Regions from separate parts of the Sus scrofa genome. Here all the other regions are linked to region 2. A link is a contact called in public Hi-C data. All regions are on one chromosome and are shown on one strand. The core of a region is the stretch at or near the end of the contact, and the rest is flanking DNA. Distances in the headings are between cores, read along the strand shown.

Region 1 (4,391 bases), core at 380-2,879, 73 kb after region 2:
AAGCTTTTACATAGGACAGATTTCCTCATCATGTTCTGGTCAGGAAAGAAAAGTATACACAACATCCATACATACACATACGTAAAATACAATTATTATGTAAAATACATTAAATGCCAGACGGATGACACAGCTGATAAGAATAAAGAGAGTCAAAGGACTGGGCTTATGCCATTTTCTATAAAGTAAACAAAATAATAATTCCTACCTCCTAGAGTAATTCAAAATTTGGAAGAGAAGGCAGCCACCAAGAATGGTCCTAAAGCGTTGCATGACAGTAAAGTCTCAAAAACAATAACCATTTGGAGAACGTTTACTGGATGCCATGAATTGTTTAAAATGCTTTCAGGCATTAACTAATTTAATCCTCTCAACAACTCTAAGGTGTAAGTACTACCTCTTCCCCTAATTTTAATGACAAACATACTTACTTTGGTTTGCACAAGGTCACAATGTAGAGCATGAAGCTGAGGTTCAAACTCATAAAAGATTCTGGCTCCAGAACTCAGGTGCTTAACTACCACAGGAAACAGCTTTAGTATGCTTAAAAGAGTATAATTTACACAAGCAGATAGGTTGAGGGGGACACATTTATCTACTTGCCTGGAATAATAAATTTGGCAAAGGAATAAGTTAACTAAAGAGTAGTCTGATTATACAATTACCCTGAAAAACCACCAGTGTTATGGCAACCATTTGTAAACTTTCTCTTGAGTGTTTCTCTTCTCATACAGCACTTCTCTCATCTCTACCCTTAAACTCACGAACTTTTGACAGATTAAAAAAAAAAAAAAAGACAAATTATTTTTCAATTATTAATGTTATCACCCTGTAGCCAGAGCAAAAGCTCTGGCCCTGATCTTTTGGGAATCTTGTCTTTCGTGGGGGCCGTGTCGTTACTGCCTGCACGCATCACTGTGAAGAAAATAAACGAAGGCAACCAAATGCAAACCAGCCGCAGGGGATCCTAAATATCTGTAGTTCCTAACTCTGAACTCTTTTTCCACTCCCTCCAACCCCCAACTCCTACTCCCCTCTGGGACCTGACCATTGGGACCCTGCTCTGGAACATAAGGTCAGAAAACTCTTGCTGAGGTAACGGCGTCGCCTCCAGTCAGATCCAAGGACCACGGCTCGGTGGGCACTGGTTCCTTTACTCAGGATTCTAGATCCAGCTTCGGCGCTACCAGGCCTCGGGCACGACGCCGCGCCTGGAGTCCAGGTTCCGCCCCTCCCCCGCCTCAGTTTCCACACCAGATCTCCACAGAAAGGCGTGGAGCAGGCCGATTCTCCTTTTAGAGCTCCTGCAAGTCGGGTCACTTGGCCCATAAGCTTGGAGTCCAGGCCTCCCGGCACCCTGGACATTCTCCTTCCCTAGCCGCCGCCTCACGTAGGCTACCTCGCTCCGTTTCGCGTTCCTCCTCAGCAGCACACAGCTCCTGCCGTGTACCTCAGAACCATAGCCTCCCGGGGCTGCGTGCGTCCCAACGTGAGAAGGGGGAGGGGCTCGGCTGCGGGACCCGGAGCCTCGGGGCCAAGGGGCGGGCACTCCTAAGGCGGCAGCCAATCAACACGCGAGAGGCATCCTGTGGGGGCCACGCTCCCCGGGCGCGGGGCGGAGTCTTTTTTGGCTGCGTAGGCGGCTGCAAGTGCAGATGTTTCAGGCTGAGTTGGCAGCTGGTGGTGAGCGCTGCTGGCGGAGGCAGTTCAGAGACCGAGGAGAATAATGAATGGAGCAGGGAGACCCTCGCGTATTGACAGCCGCGAGCGGGTTCTCAAGTTAGGCGAGAGTTTTGAGAAGCAGCCGCGCTGCGCCTTCCACACTGTGCGCTGTGAGTGAGGACGACCCCGGGGGAAAGGGGGAAGCTCTGGGTATGGGGGTGCGAAAGAACAACCCTCTCCAAGTCGTGTTCGCACAGACTGCTGACTCTGCGGGAGAATGGGGTGCCCAGCGCAGTCCACTGCCATACCCCGAGTCCGGAAGGGTCGGTGCAAGCACCTGGGTGGAGCAGGTGTGGGTAATTCTGGGCAGAGAGATTTAAGTGAGACCAACAGGTAGGAAGGGCCACTTGTGGAGAAAGGCTGCGGGGTGACTATGGATGGAGAGAGACGTAACTGGCGGATCATGCAGAGGTGGAAAGGAAAATTCAGTAGACCCTTGAACAAAGCAGGGAATAGGGGCGTCGACCCCAAGCAGTGCAATATCCACGTATTCCTATCTCTGCCTCAAAAACGAAGGAATTGATACCGGACTCACCTAAGAAGCTGAAACCTTTTGGGTAGAATCAGGACTCTTAACCTAGTTCTTTTAATTACCTGTGTTGTGATCTCTAATCAGACACAAGCATTTCCCCACACTACGTTAAAGATCTGAAGATGAAAATATAAACTATTTATTGAAAAAAAACCCACGTATAACTGGACCTGCGCAGTTCAGACCCGTGTTATTCTAGCGACAACTGTAATAAGGTGACAAATGGAGAGGGCAAGGGCCGAACTATTATTATGCAGGAGGAGGTGAATGCCTTGAGGTTGGTGGGGAAATGTTCTTTCCTGTCTTCATTTTTGATGTCTCTGACTGATGAGGGTGTTATTTAGTGTGTTCCTGGAGAGAGATTCTGGATCATTCTAATAATCTGTGTCTCTTTTGGACCCCCAATTTCATTCAATCAGTTTTCAAATACTATCAAAGTTTTGAAGGGTGTGTTATTAATATACTAGAAAGACATTTACTGCTTATGATTTCTCCTTTTGTTTGTCCTGGGGAAGTAGTTTTGATATACTTCTCTTTCATGTTGTTGAGGTAGAAATTGGAGCTCTTTTACTTTAATAGTTGGATGGTTTAGATTCCAGAAAGGAAAAGATAGTATATTATGATTTGGTATGTAAAACATTCATTCTTTACATAATAGTCCTCATAGAATTACAGAGTGGGAAGGAAACTTTGAGATCATCGAACCATAAACCTCTTATTTTTCTGTGGCAAAATTGTAAAGTAGGTATTTTTTCACTTCCTCTTCCTAGCCCTGCCCTTCCTTAGTCTCATCCCTCCACCTTTCTCATTCTGTCTTTAGACTGTTCAGAGATCTTTGTTGTTGTTGTGCTGTTTTTTTCTGAAGTGTTTCATGTTTCAATTAGAACACTCAATTAAAACTCACGTTTTCCAAGTTTACTTAAGTTATACACAATCTAATTATTACTAACTCACAGTAAAGGTTTGAAGAACCAATAGGTTTAACTCTCTAAGGCTATATTTACATTTTTAAGAGGGGTTTTATTAAGCAGAATTAATATCCAATTGATAGAGTAAACAGAGGAGATATGTGCAGACAGATCTTTGTGTACCTTGTTTATTCTTTATCATAATTTGTGGTCCAAGGCTTACCACAGTGAGACAGCTGTGCAGTTTCTCTGCTTCAGTCCCATTTTCCAAAAGTATGATATAGTTCTTATCTGGTTTCTCCATGCCTTTCTCTCACATAATATCTTCCCTCTCCTTTCCTCTTCTTTCTCAGGTATGCATTAGTCTTAGTATTAGTTTTTTTTTTTTTTTTTAACTACAAGGTTTTAGATTATACAAATTTGCTTGAGAATATTTTTTCATATAACTTGGGTATAAGGTCTCTTTTTAAGGGTGAGCCCCCAAATAAATAAATAACAAACAGCCTTTGAAAAACACTTTATAGGTGCTTCAAGCCTTTTATTTACAAAAATTTCCCAAATGGTGGAATTGTATCTTCAGAATTAGAGAATTGGATGATCCAATTACAAGAATGAAAATAAACAAAACAACAACAATAACCACACTAAACCTAGATGTTTGAACACACTTCTAGTCCTGTGGCAGACATTAGAAAGGTTTTCAACCCTTAGTTTTAGTCTTCTTTTTGAAATAGACAGAACCTTTCTAGATTTATTAAAATAAAACCAGTCATTGTCCTTGAGATTAGGTTCATTTTACCATATGATCCTGACTCTTATGGACTCAGAGTGAGGGATGGTAGATCTGACTTTCATACAGGGCAGGTGAACCTAATTAGTTTTTTATTTTTAAAAAAGTGTACATTTCTAATTGCAAACAAAAGTTTATTTTTATTTTAATTGTCAGCATTACATATAAAGATATATTTTTCCTCACGAAGATTGAAAAATAACTTGTTTCTATTGTTTAAAAATATATTCATGTTTAAGCTTCATAATGAAGTAGAACACAAATACATATATTAATTTCAACTTTTCTATTTACTTTGTAGCTTTAGACAATTCACTTTAAGTTGCTGAGCTCATTTATCTATAATGAAGCAATAAATTCAACCAGTGTATCGTTTTTTATTAAAATTATGAAATGCCCCTAAATTGATAGATATGTGAAAAATACAGTTTTTTCAGTA
Region 2 (4,273 bases), core at 1,440-3,939:
GAGTAGTGGAACCCCAAAGAATTCCATATTGTTTATGTCATAGACAGGCTCACACAGAGGCACAAGGATACATGTATATGGATATTCACTACTGCAGTGTTTGTGATGACTGAACGAAATCTCAGTCTCCATCAACAGGGGACAGGCTAAACATATATTGATATTTCTACTAGGGAATGTTGTAAAGCCCTTTAAAAGAATGAGGTAGTTTTATATTTATGGGTATGGAAAAATATAGTATTAAGTGGGAAGAAAAAGGTACGGAATAGCAGGCATATATTATGATTCAACTTGTGTGAGAGAAAAGGAAATATATATTACCTGTGTGCTTGAAAATGATCAAGAAGTTTCTTAAGAATAAACAAATTATTTACAGTGCTTGCTTCCTGGGAAATAGGGAATGGGGAAAAGGGTCAGTCCATAGAAGAGAATGAGATTTTTGGTTTTATATTACATCCTTTTGTATCAAAATTACTTTTACCAAAAGCACATTTGCTGATTTATTTAAAAGCTTATTTAAAAATAGAGTATTATAGACCCTAACATCCTCTCATATAGTGGTTCCTAACAATAAGCTAATACGTAATGATGAGTGGTGAAATGTGTCCCAAATAATTTATTACTAACAGTGGTTAAGCTAGAGGAGTTTGAGTGATTTATTTTTTTATAAACAAGAATAAAATCAACATCCTTTTAATCCACTAATGTAAAGGGGAAAAACAGAGACACTTTTAAGATTTAAGCAGAAGGAAAAAAGAATTAATCCTAACAGTAATTATTTTTATGAAAGGCTGCATCCCAGAGAAATGAAAGGTCCCCCCCCCAAAAAAAAGGAGGATTCTTCAGAGAAGCAACTTTCTCAAAAACATAAGTAAACACCTTTATGTGATTTTCAAATTTGGTGGGGAGTGTCCTAGAAAATAGGCAAGACCTTTTTTTTTTTTTTTGTCTTTTTGCCTTTTCTAGGGCCGCTTCTGCAGCACATGGAGGTTCCCAGGCTAGGGGTCGAATCGGAGCTATAGCCACCAGTCTACGCCAGAGCCACAGCAACTCGGAATCCGAGCCGCGCCTGCAACCTACACCACAGCTCACGGCAACGCCGGGTCCTCAACCCACTGAGCAAGGCCAGGGATCGAACCCGCAACCTCATGGTTCCTAGTCGGATTCGTCAACCACTGGGCCACGACGGGAACTCCAGCAAGACTTTTTTTATCCTTTTAAATATGTTTTGTGTATTATATAAGTTACATACTTATAGTGTTATTCATATATTATTTATAATTGAGTATACAGTATTTAGAGGATAGTTGCTCAAATATGTATTACTGATAGTGCAATTAAAAATACTTGGAAAGTACTGATGTACTCGAACAAATTTAACAAGCAAAGAGGAAAGCATCAAATGGTCATTCCATGGTCAAAGAATAAAACGTAAAAGCTGTGAAACAGTCAGTGTACAATGTCTGCAATTTTTGAATTCTCTTCAACTCTTCCCTATATCTATTCCATGACCATATCCTGTCACTTCCAAAAGAACACTTACTGATTTTGACAGTTCATAATCATTCTGATCATCCAAATTTAATTACTTCGTGCTTCTGAAAAGGCCTCCAGCCTTTCTGTAGTGAGCTCTCTAGTGCTATCTTGCACAAAACTGTGAGATTCTTTAAAAGCTCGGAAAGCTTCCAACTGTTTCCAAAAGTGAAAGTACTTATCCAGCGATCTTTAAATATCTCTGCCCTACTCTTAAATTGTCTTCTCCCCACAGACCAACTGAAACTCTTCAAGTCAGACAAATATATTCCTCATTTGTCGAGGGGGGTTATCTACCCCTAACACTCCTACACACCAACCTGTTATGCAGAATAAACATCCTCCATTTTCAAATCAAATTCTTTTTCCTCCAGAACTTTCTTCAGGGTTCCCTTTCCTCTAATAACCTCCCTCCGATTCCTGGGATTTTAGTCTTAATGGGATTGCAAGGATCATCCCTCTCTCTGAACCTCCCCAGCAACTCAGTAGCAGGATCCAGGATCCTTCGACAGACCCACATTTGCGTTAATAGCGCCAATGTTTCTGTGATCTCCGCCCTCAAGACCTTGGATTTGTTTGGCTCCCGCCTCCCCTTCCAGACACTAAGTTTGTTTAGGGCCTGACCGCAGAGGGGCCGGGCAGGTTCTCTCCGACGTCGGCTGCTGCGTACACAGGTCGGCCTGAGCAGGCTGCTTAGGGAACGAGGCTGTGCGGACAGGGCTGACCCGAGCGCCTTTCTCCGCCTATCCCAGAGGAGAAAAGTCCAAAGGAGGGGGCGGACAGTGCATATGTGCCTGGAGGCCGTGTAGGGCGACCCTGAAACCATCCGGCGGCGCCAGCCGGCGAGTAAACAATTGGAACCAGGCCCTGTAGATGAAGGAAGGTGGATTAAAGGGCCGGATCCAGGACTAAATCAGGAGAGGCGGGACAGGGAGGGGACCCGAGTGTGGCTGCTTCGGCAGACCTGCGGGCCTTGTGGTGGGGGTGACCGTTACAAGGCTCAAGGAAGGGAGGAGTTGGGGAGTATCCCCCACTCACCTGGAAGAGGTTGTTGCCGGAGGCTCCAGCTGCCCCCCTCCCAAATTTAAGCCACGTCAGCTCGGGAATCCCGTACACGACACCCACCTCCGCCGCGCCCCGCTGCCGGACTCAACCACTCGCTGTTGGGACGGAAACTGGGATTAGGATATGGACCAATCAGGGCTATTGACAGGGCGTTACCAGGGAGACCAGGCACGCCTTGTTTGTACCTAACCCGTCAACAATGACCGAGACCAATCAAAGTCAGGAAATGCTCCGCTTCCTCAAAGAAACAGCCAATAGACTCTAAAGAGTGGAGGAGGGGTGGAGTCAGACCCGAGAAAGTGTTCCGGAAGAAAATTTGGGGAAGAGCCGGAAATGCCGGGAGGGCGGGCCTTCTTGGTAAGGTCAGGTGTTTCCAAAGTAAAGTGGCTGCGCTTATTGCTTCTGATACCTCCGCGGGGTTGGTCAAAACTGATCGACATTGTAGCTTGGGCTTTCGCGGAGACTCTGCACTGCAGAAACCAGCTGCCATTAGGATTGCTAAATGAGCTGTGAGGAGGGTATAAGAATGTGGGTTTTGGAGTTCCCGTCGTGGCGCAGTGGTTAACGAATCCGACTAGGAACCATGAGGTTGCGGGTTCGGTCCCTGCCCTTGCTCAGTGGGTTAATGATCTGGCGTTGCCGTGAGCTGTGGTGTAGGTTGCAGACACGGCTCGGATCCCGCGTTGCTGTGGCTCTGGCGTAGGCCGGTGGCTACAGCTCCGATTCAACCCCTAGCCTGGGAACCTCCATATGCCGCGGGAGCGGCCCAAGAAATAGCAACAACAACAACAGACAAAAAGACAAAAGACAAAAAAAAAAAAAAAGAATGTGGGTTTTGCTCTTAGAGTCATAAAATATTAGACCGGAAAGTAGGACATCTAATATGACTTTTTCATTTTACTGATGAAAAATGAGAACCAGATTAAAGTGACTTTCACAAACAGCGACTTACTAATGTGACTCGGACTAGGTAGAACTTGGCATCTGTATGAAAGGATCAGAGATGTTTCTAAGGATTTGAGTTAGAGGGAAAGTAGTGAATACCAGAGAATGCCTTTTAATAAGTGGTGTCAGAACTGGCCCTTAAGCAGGTGAGGGTTGAGGGCTCTGGTACTGGGACAGGAGTCAGTGAGGTGCTCCAGTAACAGTCACAGAGCCTCTAAGGAAAGGAATAAAAGTAGCCAGCTCCTGTGATATCAGGGACTCCCTTGACAATTAGTATTATTTGAATTTATTGAGACTTACTGTGTGTCAGGCACTCAGCCCACCCTATGCATCCTCGTGCTAATGTTTATTACATAAATCTTTGTGGATCAAACATCAGTAAGGCATTTTCTGGTGACCATCTAAATTGTAGTCCCCTGTAATTAGTGTGTACTGTTCTTGGACTTGGCGATATAGCTGAGATCAAGGGAAAACAAATTCCTGCCATTTTGAAAACAATAATTTAGTGAGGAGAGAAAAAACTAAACAGTTGGCTCTTGAACAACACAGGTGTGAATTGCCCTGGTCTAAGAAAACACTGATTTTTTTTCAATAATAAATACCATAATACTGCACTATCTGGCCTGTGGTTGTTTCAACCCATGAATACAAAACCACCTGTAATGAAGAAACATATATAGGGATAATGGACTAGAATTTATTCTGGGATTTACCATTTTAGGAGGTCAGT
Region 3 (4,340 bases), core at 525-3,024, 120 kb after region 2:
ATTAAGTTTCCTTCCATCTCTGATATTATTTGATTCTATTAATGTTAGCATAGTATTGCATAATTAAAAGAAGAATTTCATCTAAACAAAGGAGTATGAGAACCAATGCCAATACTCTAAAGTTTGATATTTAGGGCACCTATGAGCACAAATGAATTGGTGCTTTGTTCACAGGTGCTATTCCATTTGCTCTGCCAGATCAAATGCTATCAAGTCAGAGCAAGGGGAGCCACTGATATAATTAGATCTTAAAGACATTTGTGCCTCTAGTGGTTAACTTGACCAGTAACTTCTGACTGTTCATTTGTTTTGCATCTAGAGTCATTAACCAAACTAGGTCAGAAAGGGCAGTGCTTCCTGAAAGAATAACTACAGCTTAATCATTAATGTCACAGTCTGAAATGAAGCTGGACTCTTTTTCATTGGTGGGAGAGAAGTGGGATAAGAGGTATACTAGAAGCTGGGAAAATATGGTCAAAGTCTAAGATAGAGTTTAGGAAAGAGAGGATAGAGTTTATTCTGGCCTTACTTGTCAACAAATTACTCAAACAGGTAATGGAAGAACTTTACAGGGAATAGAGTCATAGGTTCTCTCTCATATTCTAAAATAAAATAATTCATTCCCCTGTTTCCTGACTTCCTTGTTGGTTTAGTCTTCATTTTTCTTCTTGCTGTCTTGCCATTATTTTCCTTTCTCTTTTGACTGACAGCTAGATGGACACCATACTCTCTTGTTCTTATTTTGCCTCTTTGACTTAGCAAAAATCATACTGTAAAAAGTACATCTATCATTGTCATGGCTGTTCTTGTTCCTCCTCTGATAGGAAATAAATATTATATTCTGGAGTCACTGGGAAGTCCATTCACTGAAAATTAAGGAAAATGATGTTTGTAATAGTAACTAGAAAATATCTGGTTCCTAATTTTTATGCAAATTAAATTGTATTTCCTCATGTCATGAAGGATTCATCTTGACGTGAGAAAATAAATTTATCAAAGTAGAAGAATTATTCCCAAATGTACATGACCAAGACCTATTTAATTGCTTATAGGATATTTCTAGTTGAACTTTATTATGTTGAAAACCAAATGTTTTTTTCTATCCAAATTCATTTTGGAGATGACCTTCCCTCTTCAATGCATTTCAGTTCCCCCGCATTCCTATGTTCCTATGTTTACATTTCCATATAGCCTCCATTCCCGAGAAAGGACCATAGGCTTTACTGATACTAATCTATATGTAATGGCATACCGAAAATTCCAGATCTGCTGCTTACTGGCCACATGATATTGGGCAAATTACATAACCTGTTGTTTATTAGTTCCTTAAAACGAGGATAGTAGTAAGAATTAAAACATATGGGTATAGATATAATATATGTATGTATATATAAACTTTGCCCATAGTAGATGTGCAACAAGTGGTGGCTATTATTACCCTGAAATCAATTTTGAAATCTGTGCTCCAGGCTATGCTCCAGGTCTGTGTAGTCTTACTAATTTTCATCCATTTGCAGTTCTCCAGCATTATGCTCTTCCAGCCCATGATGTGGTGTTCTTCCTTGTGCTCTACCTTTAACATAATCATTCTTTGAACTAGTCTCTAAGACTCGATCCTTTCTTTTATATAGCTTTCTACTTTGCAGGCAGCTGCTGAAGCCCGACACCCACGGGGTTAAACCTAGTTGCCGAAGCCACCCCCTCTTCCCCTCCCAGTCCCCCTTTTCACAGTAGCCTGGCAGCTGTCCGACTGCCTACCAAAGCCAAATGCTTGAAGAGAGAGAGAGTAAGGAGCCAGCCATGAATCCCTTCCAGAAAAATGAATCCAAGGAAACACTTTTTTTACCTGTCTCCACTGAAGAAGTACCACCTCGACCCCCCAGCTTTCCAAAGAAGCCATCTCCGGTGAGTCCTCAGATTCAGTTCTGCCTCTGACAGGAACATACTTGCTCTTTTGGTTCTCCTCCTTGGCCTCTAGAGTTTCAGGCTGAGCTGTGTTACAGTGTTAAAAACTCTTCTCTCTCTCGGATTTAGAGTTAACCTGTAAACCAAGTCTAAACAGAAGTTTCCTTTACTTAGGAGAGGATGCAGCAGAAAGAGGTAGTCAGAGTTCTTCAATTGGCATCTAAGACTTTGATGTGTTTCATTGTATACTCTGAGTTTCTCTAGGGTGGGAAAAAAAGCACTTTGAGCGTCCAGGGAAACTTGGCAAGCACTCCTTTCTGGAGAACTGTGTGTGATTGTTCTTTCTTTACTAATATAAAAACTCAACCCTTAGTTCCCCCTGTGTGTAGAGTCTATGCTGGACACCAAGGTCTGTTATTATGTGTTTCAGTTTACAGTGGGGGAAGGAACAGGGAAACAAGGAAGTGATAATAATGTTTTGTATACGTGTTAAAGCACTTGCAAATTCATTATCTCGTTTCAATCTTCATATCAAAATCCTATAAGTGGAGAGGATATAGAAATATTAGCCAGTATTTAATGAGTTCTTACCACAAAGAGGTGGTAGTGTTCTAGAGGTGGTAGTTTCTTTGGAATAATAGAATTGAAGTATAAAGACAAGTGTAGTGATACACCGGGGGCAGTATGTTAACACAGCCAATGACAGTGTTACATAGCTAGTAAAAGTGTGCTAATTAAACTTGAAGTTGCATAATTCTCAAACTGTGAGCTAAAAGGTAAAGAACTTAATTCACTGTATCTTTCAAGCAAGTTTTTAATCATACATTAATGTATATTAATATTTAGGAGGGTTGTTTATATCTATATGGATAAAAGATTGGATACATTAATGTATTAATTTATCATTTATTTATTTAGTTATATCTCTTCTGGTCCCAAAGAATTTAAGCTTGCTCACAAAGATGTGTGTGTGTGTGTATCTTATTAATAAGAAGAGACCATAAAAATCTCATGGTAAGATTTGGTTGAACCAAGAACAGATATCTCCATCCCTCTCTCATGTTAGTTGGGCCATCATAATGGGTAGGAATTTGAAATGAAACATGATATTCCTTATATTCTGACAGATAATGCTTGAAATAGCATAGTACTTTTAATGCCCAATAGGATTACCATTAAAATGCTGTAGAATCTCTTTTATAGAAAGAATGGACATTTAATTTGACAAGATTTAAGAACTCTGCCCAAGGTGAAGGTATTCAATCAGCTTACCTTTAAGAATCTGTATTGGGCTCTGTGCCTGGCTCTAGTAGCCACTTAGAGGGAGGCCTTCATATTGCCAGGATTCCTCCAAGCACAGTGAACAGGGCAGGTGAGGACAGAGGTTAATCTGCACAGTGGAGCTAAGTATACTGACAGCTAAGTGTAACTGCTTAGACATCAGATGCTCTAGAGGACAACTCTTGGTTCTGTTCCTAGAAATGAATTTCATTATTCTCCTGCCTGGGGCGCTGGATGTTTCATTTAGTACTTGTGGGAAGATGAACAGGTCCTGGTGTCTAGAATCATGGATGCCTGAGAAGTTCCATGTTAAATGAATGATGAACAAAGTAATATTCAGAATAGTTTCTCTTACTCCTAAATCAGCAATGCAAATACTTTTAGTATGGTACCGGCTGTTTCATGAGAAATAGGGGCCATTGCTTCATATTACCTATTATGGTGACTTTAAAGAGTGATTTTAAAAAATAAATTTTAAAAAAATCGAGTTCCCTAATGGCCTAGACTAAGGATCTGGTATTGTCACTGATGTGGCTCGGGTCACTGCTATGGTGCGGGTTCAGTCCCTGGCCCAGGAGTTTCTGCATGCCATGGGCATGGCCGAAAAAAAAAAAAAAAAAAGAATAAATAAATGTTTTTTTTCCTGTTGTGGAGCAATCTAGTGGTTTAAGTAAGGAAATATAGTTCATACTTGAACCACTGCCTTTTTGTTTTACAGAAAATCTGTGGCTCCAACTATCCATTGAGCATTGCCTTCATCGTGGTGAATGAATTTTGTGAGCGCTTTTCCTATTATGGCATGAAAGGTAATTTTGTGTCCTAGAGTCCTGCTCTTCTGCACTCACTTTCACCCCATGTTTGTAACAACCTGGTCTTCTATGCAGTTACTTCCCTTGTCTACTCTTTCTGCCTTCATCCAATTGGTCCTTTCCTTTGTCCAAGACTTCTAAAACCTGCCTCATGGGATTTCACCTACTAACTCATACAGGCCAAGAATAGAAGGGCCTAATGGAAATCAGAACACAGCCTATGAGAATATAAGTGGAAAAACTCTCATCATTGGCATTCCATTTCCTCTTTTCTGTTCCTCAGATGTATTGATTATATTGTTACTGGGAAGGAAAGGATATTAGACGCTCCATGTTCTTTGGGAT

Evidence for each region. Hi-C and Micro-C count contacts between places; a contact is called where the count stands out from the background.
Region 1: a Hi-C map of skeletal muscle shows a contact between it and region 2, with 3 times the contacts expected there. The contact joins the promoter of EAF2 here to the promoter of GOLGB1 in region 2. A contact is called at or near these places in 1 of 5 promoter capture datasets (liver), 10 of 47 Hi-C or Micro-C datasets (alveolar macrophages, brain, fetal heart ventricle and 5 more) and 2 of 2 datasets of contacts at active chromatin or transcription factors (alveolar macrophages and skeletal muscle).
Region 3: a Hi-C map of embryonic fibroblasts shows a contact between it and region 2, with 2.5 times the contacts expected there. The contact joins the promoter of SLC15A2 here to the promoter of GOLGB1 in region 2. A contact is called at or near these places in 1 of 5 promoter capture datasets (liver) and 5 of 47 Hi-C or Micro-C datasets (embryonic fibroblasts, liver and skeletal muscle).

Annotation. Positions count from the first base shown.
Region 1 is chr13:138,678,840-138,683,230 of Sscrofa11.1, reverse strand. It overlaps EAF2 (ELL-associated factor 2), which reads left to right and starts at 1,629. Exons shown (of 6, transcript XM_013980937.2): 1 at 1,629-1,832. The coding sequence starts at 1,727.
Region 2 is chr13:138,753,219-138,757,491 of Sscrofa11.1, reverse strand. GOLGB1 (golgin subfamily B member 1) reads right to left here and starts at 2,689. Exons shown (of 23, transcript XM_021070274.1): 1 at 2,659-2,689.
Region 3 is chr13:138,629,982-138,634,321 of Sscrofa11.1, reverse strand. SLC15A2 (solute carrier family 15 member 2) reads left to right here and starts at 1,774. Exons shown (of 22, transcript NM_001097514.1): 1 at 1,774-1,905; 2 at 3,905-3,992. The coding sequence starts at 1,801. EAF2 (ELL-associated factor 2) reads left to right here. Exons shown (of 6, transcript XM_013980937.2): 6 at 1,647-1,781. The coding sequence ends at 1,657.